Linked DNA regions of Mus musculus: region 1 is linked to region 2. The links are chromatin contacts, called in public Hi-C maps. All regions are on one chromosome and are shown on one strand. The core of a region is the stretch at or near the end of the contact, and the rest is flanking DNA. Distances in the headings are between cores, read along the strand shown.

What was found. A called contact is a pair of places that touch in the nucleus more often than the background predicts.
Region 1: a contact with region 2 is called in a Hi-C map of the N1E-115 cell line, with 9 times the contacts expected there. The contact joins two enhancer-like sites. A contact is called at or near these places in 5 of 39 promoter capture datasets (the 3T3-L1 cell line, 3T3-L1-derived adipocytes, pre-B cells and 1 more), 1 of 15 datasets of contacts at CTCF or cohesin (large pre-B cells) and 15 of 484 Hi-C or Micro-C datasets (3T3-L1-derived adipocytes, the G1E-ER4 cell line, the N1E-115 cell line and 8 more).

What each region holds. Positions count from the first base shown.
Region 1 is chr2:125,892,109-125,895,566 of GRCm38.p6, reverse strand. Galk2 (galactokinase 2) reads right to left here. Exons shown (of 10, transcript NM_001291002.1): 4 at 2,124-2,214. Among named protein-coding and RNA genes, the nearest start is that of Galk2, 28 kb to the right of the region's middle. Within about 2 kb of position 2,181, at least 9 of the 459 cell types and tissues checked have an H3K27ac peak or open chromatin away from gene starts, as enhancers often do. A contact at or near this core is called in the N1E-115 cell line, where this site is marked.
Region 2 is chr2:125,659,036-125,662,465 of GRCm38.p6, reverse strand. All of the region lies in intron 6 of Shc4 (SHC (Src homology 2 domain containing) family, member 4), which reads left to right. Among named protein-coding and RNA genes, the nearest start is that of Eid1, 12 kb to the left of the region's middle. Within about 2 kb of position 2,020, at least 63 of the 459 cell types and tissues checked have an H3K27ac peak or open chromatin away from gene starts, as enhancers often do. A contact at or near this core is called in the N1E-115 cell line, where this site is marked.

The DNA of each region.
Region 1 (3,458 bases), core at 932-3,431, 230 kb before region 2:
GCAAATTAGACTAACCAAAGGAGCAAAATGCTGCAAATAAAATCTGCTTTTGTCCTTAATGTTTTGTCTATTTTTTTTCTTCCTTGGCAAAAATCATGGGCCACAAAAGAAAAGATTCAGTTGGATGTACCTCCTGATTCCAAGTCATCTAAAAATCTCCTTCCAGAAACACAAACAAATTATACACTGAAGACGTGCCATTGCCAACGCCCCGCTGTACAGAACATTAGGCAGCCCACTCAAAGGCAGCAGTCCTTGGGGAACACTATATATTTAACCATAAACTGATCCACAGACTGTCTTGGATGTGAATCATAGTTACAAACTTAGCACGCAATGTTTAAATTCAACAGTAACAGCAGACTGAAAAACACAACTGAGTTGTGCCAAACATTGCAGTAGCTTTATCCCAAAAGGATAACATGTTCAATTTCACATAAACAGACTATCCCTTGGAACTTTCTAGTATTTTAATTAGAAGGTTTCTGGACTGCTAACATTGAAATTACTTTTCTGCCAAAAGGTCATTGAAGAAACCTGTGTTTTTGCACATAAGTTGTCAAACCAAAGAAGATTTTAAGCCTCTATCCAAAATAATACAAAAATATACTATATATACATATATACATATCATATACATATACAGAGAGAGAAAGAGAGGTGTCACTTTACCATATGATACTAAACAGGCATGTTGTTACAAGAAAGGTCAGATTGCATTTGCTGACCAATGCTTCCAAATACCCTAATTCCCACTAATGTGGATGACAATCCAAATGATTTGAAGATTTAAAACAGGCCAATAACTTTTCCCAGAAGTTATTACCATGTGTCTTGAAAAAAGAGCCACATTCTCAAGAAATTAATGCTGCACTCCTAGACCAGACCTCCATGACAACACCCCCAGGACTACACATCCCAAGTTACACCCCAGGACTACACATCCCAAGTTACCCTGACTGGCTTCTATAAGACTATGTCACTGAGTCCTAAGCAGCTTGTGACAATTTCAGATAGTACCCTCCAGGCCACTTGGATCATAAGCTCTCAAAAAAAAAAAAAAAACCAGAAAAGTATGTTTATTAGTTTCCTTTTGAATCACGAAGACAAAAAAAATATTTCTTAATATTCTTAATCTATGATATATCACAAGACTCACTACAACTAAAATAATTATTGAGTGAATGTTAATTTAAAAAATAAAAGTTAAGGGTCTAGAGAGATGGCTCAGTGGTTAAGAGTATCTGTTGCTCTTAGAGGAGGAGGACCTGGGTTCAATTCCCACAGAGTGGCTAACAACAGTCTGTCACTCCAGTCCCAGGGGACCTGATGCCCTCTTTCGGCCTCTACGGGTGCCAGACACCCAAGTGATGCAGGCAAAGCACCCACAGGCATATAAAGAAAATAAGTAGATTGGTTTTTAATTATTAGAAATTAAAATTAAGAACACAAAAAGAAACACAGGAGTGGTTCTGAAAACAGCAAGTATTGGTTTTATCTCTGTGCTTCCTACTCTCCTAACTGTGAGAGAAAGTGGAAATATCGCACTCTCCTAGTCTTATACACAGCACTGAAGCTATGACATTAAGATTAAGTCAATGTTTCTGAGAAACTACTCACAGTAAGACCTTCACTACAACCCTTTTATTCTCACCTGGACAAGCAGTAACAATGCTGGCTACCATCCCCAAATGCCTAAAGGCCCCAGCAAAGTGATGCCCTGCAAGCACTCCTCATTGAATAGCAGTGACATTGTTTCACAGATAAAGCCAAGATTGAACTCAAATTAACAAAGCTGGATTATGCCCATATTCAAACCCATGGCTGCTCAACTCTAAGTCCATTTCAGTATACTCCTGTACATCCCAAGAACAGAATGTAAATACTAGGACAATCTCTCTTCAAGGTGTATTTAATGATGCATAGTCAGTGGAAAGAAAGACCATGACCACTCCTGTGAGCACAACCCAGAGGCAATCATATCCCCTCCCCCCGCCCCTGGCCTTGAAACAGAAGTCAGCAAAATACAAGAAAAGCATCAGTACTAAAAGAAGACCAAAAACATGGGAGTCAATCTGGAATAACATGACTATAATCTCAACAGCTAGTAAGCATCGATTTACCTGAATTCCCTTAAAGCCACACAAGAAGTAGTTGTGCCATAGAGGTTTGGTCTTGTCGATACAGATGTTATTAGCTGTAGTACTGAAGTCTCTGAAAAAAACAAGACACATTAATTTAAGTCTGTACGCCTTGAGAGGAAAAAAAAAAACCAAATCAATGGCTGACTGCTGCCCTCTTGTGACAGGACACCGATACCAAGTCTCCTTTCTTTCTTTCCCCCCCCCCCCTTCTTTTATTTTTTTAATTAGACATTTTCTTTATTTACGTGAGTCTCCTTTTCTATTTACTTAAACGTGTATCTCAGTCTCCAACAGTGGACACCTCCAGATGCTAAAAACCAAGAGAGAAAGTTGTAGTAGCCTTATTGACCAATCTACCTCTAACTGGCCCTTTTTATTTCCAGAAACATCTAGGAAACAACATACTTCAGCATAATCTACACTCATTTTTCCCTTTCAGGTTAGTGCTTCTTAGCTAGTATAAATACATGAGTGCTTTATCCTCTGCGCCTGCTACCAGACAGATGCCCTGGTGAAATGGAAGGTCTCCAAGTTCTCTTTCTCCACATTCTCTGATAGCCATCTAATGTATGATTTAAGAAAAATAAATAACAAACAAAATTTATTTTAAAGAGTCATGACCTATTGTGAGTCTACACTGATATAAAGTTACAAGTGAATAAGCAGCTAAAGGAAGAAAAAGGGAAATTATTTTTCATAATAAAAGGCCAAGCTCAGTGAGATGCTAACAACCTGATCCCTAGAACCCACATGAGGAAAGACAGGAACTGACTCCACAAAACTGTCCTCTGAGTTCCACAATTGTGCTATAGAATGCATGCCATGCATCCACATCTCACACACACACAGAGGGAGGGATAATTAATAAAGTACATCAATTAACCAATATTGAAGAAATAATGGAAATTTAAAAGTATTGCATGCTAGTGGTTTCATCAACAGACCTCTAAAGTAAGACCTTGATGAAAACAAGATATTTACATAGTGTCTACTCATTACCTCAGTATCACCAGCAGCCACTTACTAATTGGAAGAAGAAAATAGGAACTTTGTTAGAAAGTTTCTGGTTCAGCAGGTTGGTCTGCTTCTCTGAATTCCTCAGAAAAGCCTAACTCTCCTCTGTTCCTATCTCTATTCTACACATGCCTTCCCTAACACTTTGGGCTCCTCCCCCCTCCTTCATTTTCTATTGTCTGGAATAGAAAGCATCCATGCTGGCTCTTCTTTAAAGGTTTGGTGGAGTTCAAGGGTAAAAAGTTGTAGACCTGCACTGTTTGTAATATATCTAATCCTTGAGACTTTCATACAATGCAT
Region 2 (3,430 bases), core at 771-3,270:
TTGGGAAATGACAAGTGTGCTTTAGGGAAGTGGTTAATCTTGAATGTAGCCAACAAGAGCACAGATCCAAACATTCTATAGGGCTGTTTGACGATTTGGGTCAGGTCTGTTGCCCAGTCTGGCCTTTAAACCAGCAGTTTCATTTCTCAGGAAGTAATTAGGATGTGCAAAGAGATCAAACAATTAAAATCACTGCCATATAATATTTATATGCCGGAGGCAATTATTAACCCAGTATCATCTATTAAAAATTAAACCAATCCATAGCATGTTCAAGATTGTTTTAGAAGGATGTATAATGCCACAGTTGAAGTATCCACTATGCTATTAAGCGCACAGACAGAATATGAGAATCTGTGTACTGTGGCCCAGGTGATTTTTGAGGCGGGGATTTACACAGAAAAAAGCAAAACAAAACTGGAAAGGCCTATGCCAAACTGCTAATAGCAACTGTTTCCGCATGGTGGAATTTGGGGTGATTTTAACTTTCTCTTGGTCTTTTTTATTTTCTTCAATTCTAATAATGAGTATTTGTTATATATTTTCAAATGTTCTCAATTCCTGAATAAAAAATAGTGGAATGAGAAGGTGACAGAACATTGCCTAGTGAGTTAGGATTCTCCTTAGGGAGACCCGCTCTGTCCAAGTGTCACAGGGGACTGGGATTTCCTTTTAGAGGTCCTTGGTCAATAATAAGATAACCTTAAAATGGACTCTGAAGGAAATTCAAAGTCCATTTTATTACAGTTTGAGGAAAAAAACCCACAGGACAGATAGGCTGGAAATCATGGCAGGGGCTTTGGAGAGGAGGTAGGAAGATCAGGGGAGTCGGCCAGGCCTTTGAATTAGGGTCAGGTATGGGAGTCTGGAAGCCACTATAGAAGTGGGATTATGTAGTCTTCACAGAAAACAGTGACTAGGCAAAAATCTTAAGATTTTGGTTGGTATTCAGTGGAGAGATAGAAAGCTGGGGTGGCAGTGGGGTTAGGCTTTATGGTTAGAACTGTAAAGTTCAGAAAGCTTGGCACTGGAGATCTGCAAACAACCGCACAGATGGAGGGGCTTCCGGGTGCTACAAGTAGAGGGACTGCCAGGGGCAACCAGGGGTGACCTCCTGACCGGGAGATTGATGGGCCTGGTTGGGTTCAGTAGTTTACAGTGTTCTAATCATTGAGGTGTGTGGAAATACTATCCATTCCTCAGACCAGCAGGAAGCGTCTTTGCCTTCATCAGCCTCAGTAAAATCCAGTACTCCAACCTTTTCACTTGGTGAATGGGAGGTGAGGCCCCAAACTGACCATGAGCTAGGCATCTGCCCTTAATGCCCTCCGAGCCTGCTACTGTGGGTCTGGAGCCTGATGCCAGCCAGGAACGGGTCTGGGGGATGGGAGACGGGAAGATAGCTAGAGGCGAGGAGACGGAGAGAGGGAAGCAGAAGAAGTGGAGTAGGACCATCAGCAGAGGAGTCCACAACGGAAGGGGCTGAGGCTTGCAGAGAGGGGAGAAGTCCCAGGACACGCGGCGTGGCAGCGTGAGGAGGAGGTCCGGTGAGAGCGACCTTCTTAGGAGGAACAGCACTTTTTCCTGGAGAGGACACCGGGATAGTCTCACGCTGGAATAGTAGGAGAGTGAAGGAAAGAAAACACCTTCAGTTCAGCAGAGAGCCCACAGACTAGGTGACTTCAGAAAGGCAGGAGCCAGACGGCAAGGGTGAGGAGGAAAACTCGACTGGCAGGAAGTGGAGGTGGGCACAGGAGACCAGGCTTCCTGCTAATAATCCTCCATGTGTCACCCCTCCCCCATCGTCCCTCTGCTGTATACCTGGTTCAACGTTTCCATCCAGATCCAGCTGGTATTACGTTTTCCTAACTTGGCTACGGCCCTGTTATGAACTCATCAGTTTATGAAACGCTTTCTTTGTAGAGAAGGCAAGTTAAAAATGTCAGTGTTAGGTCCAGCCTTCTCCTGTAGCTGTCGTGAGGAAGCCCATGCTGTCTTCAGCTTTCCAATGCTGTGGCAGGCTAAGGAGGTTTTCATACCGTATCTGAACTTAGTCTGAGAAAAGACCCCGGTTTACCTGGACTGTTTATGTATAGGAAAGCCATGAGCTGAATATTAAAAGAGAATTGTAAAACCAACGCCCCTGCCAATGAAAAGCAACCTAAACGAATCTGCTAACTTACATTTGTATTTATGCTTGTAAAGTACACAGGCTGCTGTCTGTGAATCTACTGTTCTTGGAGTCTGATGCTTCGGGAGGCATCTACTCCATTTGCGTCCCACAGCACCATCTGGTGGATGATCTGAGACACTGACCTTTATTTCAAGAACTAATTCTAGACAAATGTTGATCTTTACGGAAAAATGAACAATCTGAGAGTGGTGGTGTATGCCTTTAATATCAGTACTCAGGAGACAGAGGCAGGTGGATCTCTGTCAGTTCAAAGCCAGCCTGGTCTATAGAGAGAGTTCCAGGCCAGCCAGGGGTATATAGTGAGTACCTAGAGGAGGTGTGCACTGGGGGTGGGTTTTGAGGTTTCAAAAATGCTCGTTTCATTCTCAGTCAGCTCTCTGTGCCTCACAATGCTTGTAGATCAAGATGTAAGCTGTAAGCTAACTGTGTCATCGCTATGCCTGCCTGTCTGCTTGCTGCCATGCTCCTAGCTATGATGGTCATAGACTCACCATCTCAGAAACTCAAAGGAACAAAACTCTTTAAAAGGCCTTCTACTGGCTAAGAGTAATATTCATTCTTTTGTGTAATATTACCCTTAGGATCCCTAGTGAAGGGACATGCTAAGATTCCTATGATTTTTACTGATGCTCATAGGTAGAACTGGGAGCTTGGGAAAGAAACCAGGTGTGTGCACTGATTCCAGATGTAGACATCAGAGCTCAGGCTGCCATGGCTGTTTTCATGTCACCAAGAATCCCTTGGGAACACGGGATTTCTTATGTATCCGTCTTTTCCCCTTTGCCTGTTAGCGGCAGGTAGGGCAGCTCCGACCAGGAATTCTAGCATTTTGTATATGATTCATGGCAGGTTCCTATGTTGCTTCCCTGTGATCATGTGAACAAACTAAGAGTTCAAAGAGTAGCACTGTCAAAATAGGGGTGTTTGCTAAGAGGAGGTGGGGTGTGGCACGGGCCTAGGGCAGCCTGCCACATTAATGGAGAGAGACAGGAGCCCATGGTGTTTGTTTGTTTGTTTGTTTTTTCTTTTTTCTGTTTATTTTTTCCCTTTTCTACTTTCTGTTCCATCTTCTTTAAAAAAAAAAAAAAAGCCAGCAACAGGGTAATTGAAGCAAAGCAGAAAATTATTTGGAGAACTGCCTATGGACAGACAAAACCAAAACCTTCTAGGCATTCAATCCAGAGAAGTTGCAGAGAAGCTGAAGCGCTTTAGAGTGTGCTCAAGTGGTGGTGGTCG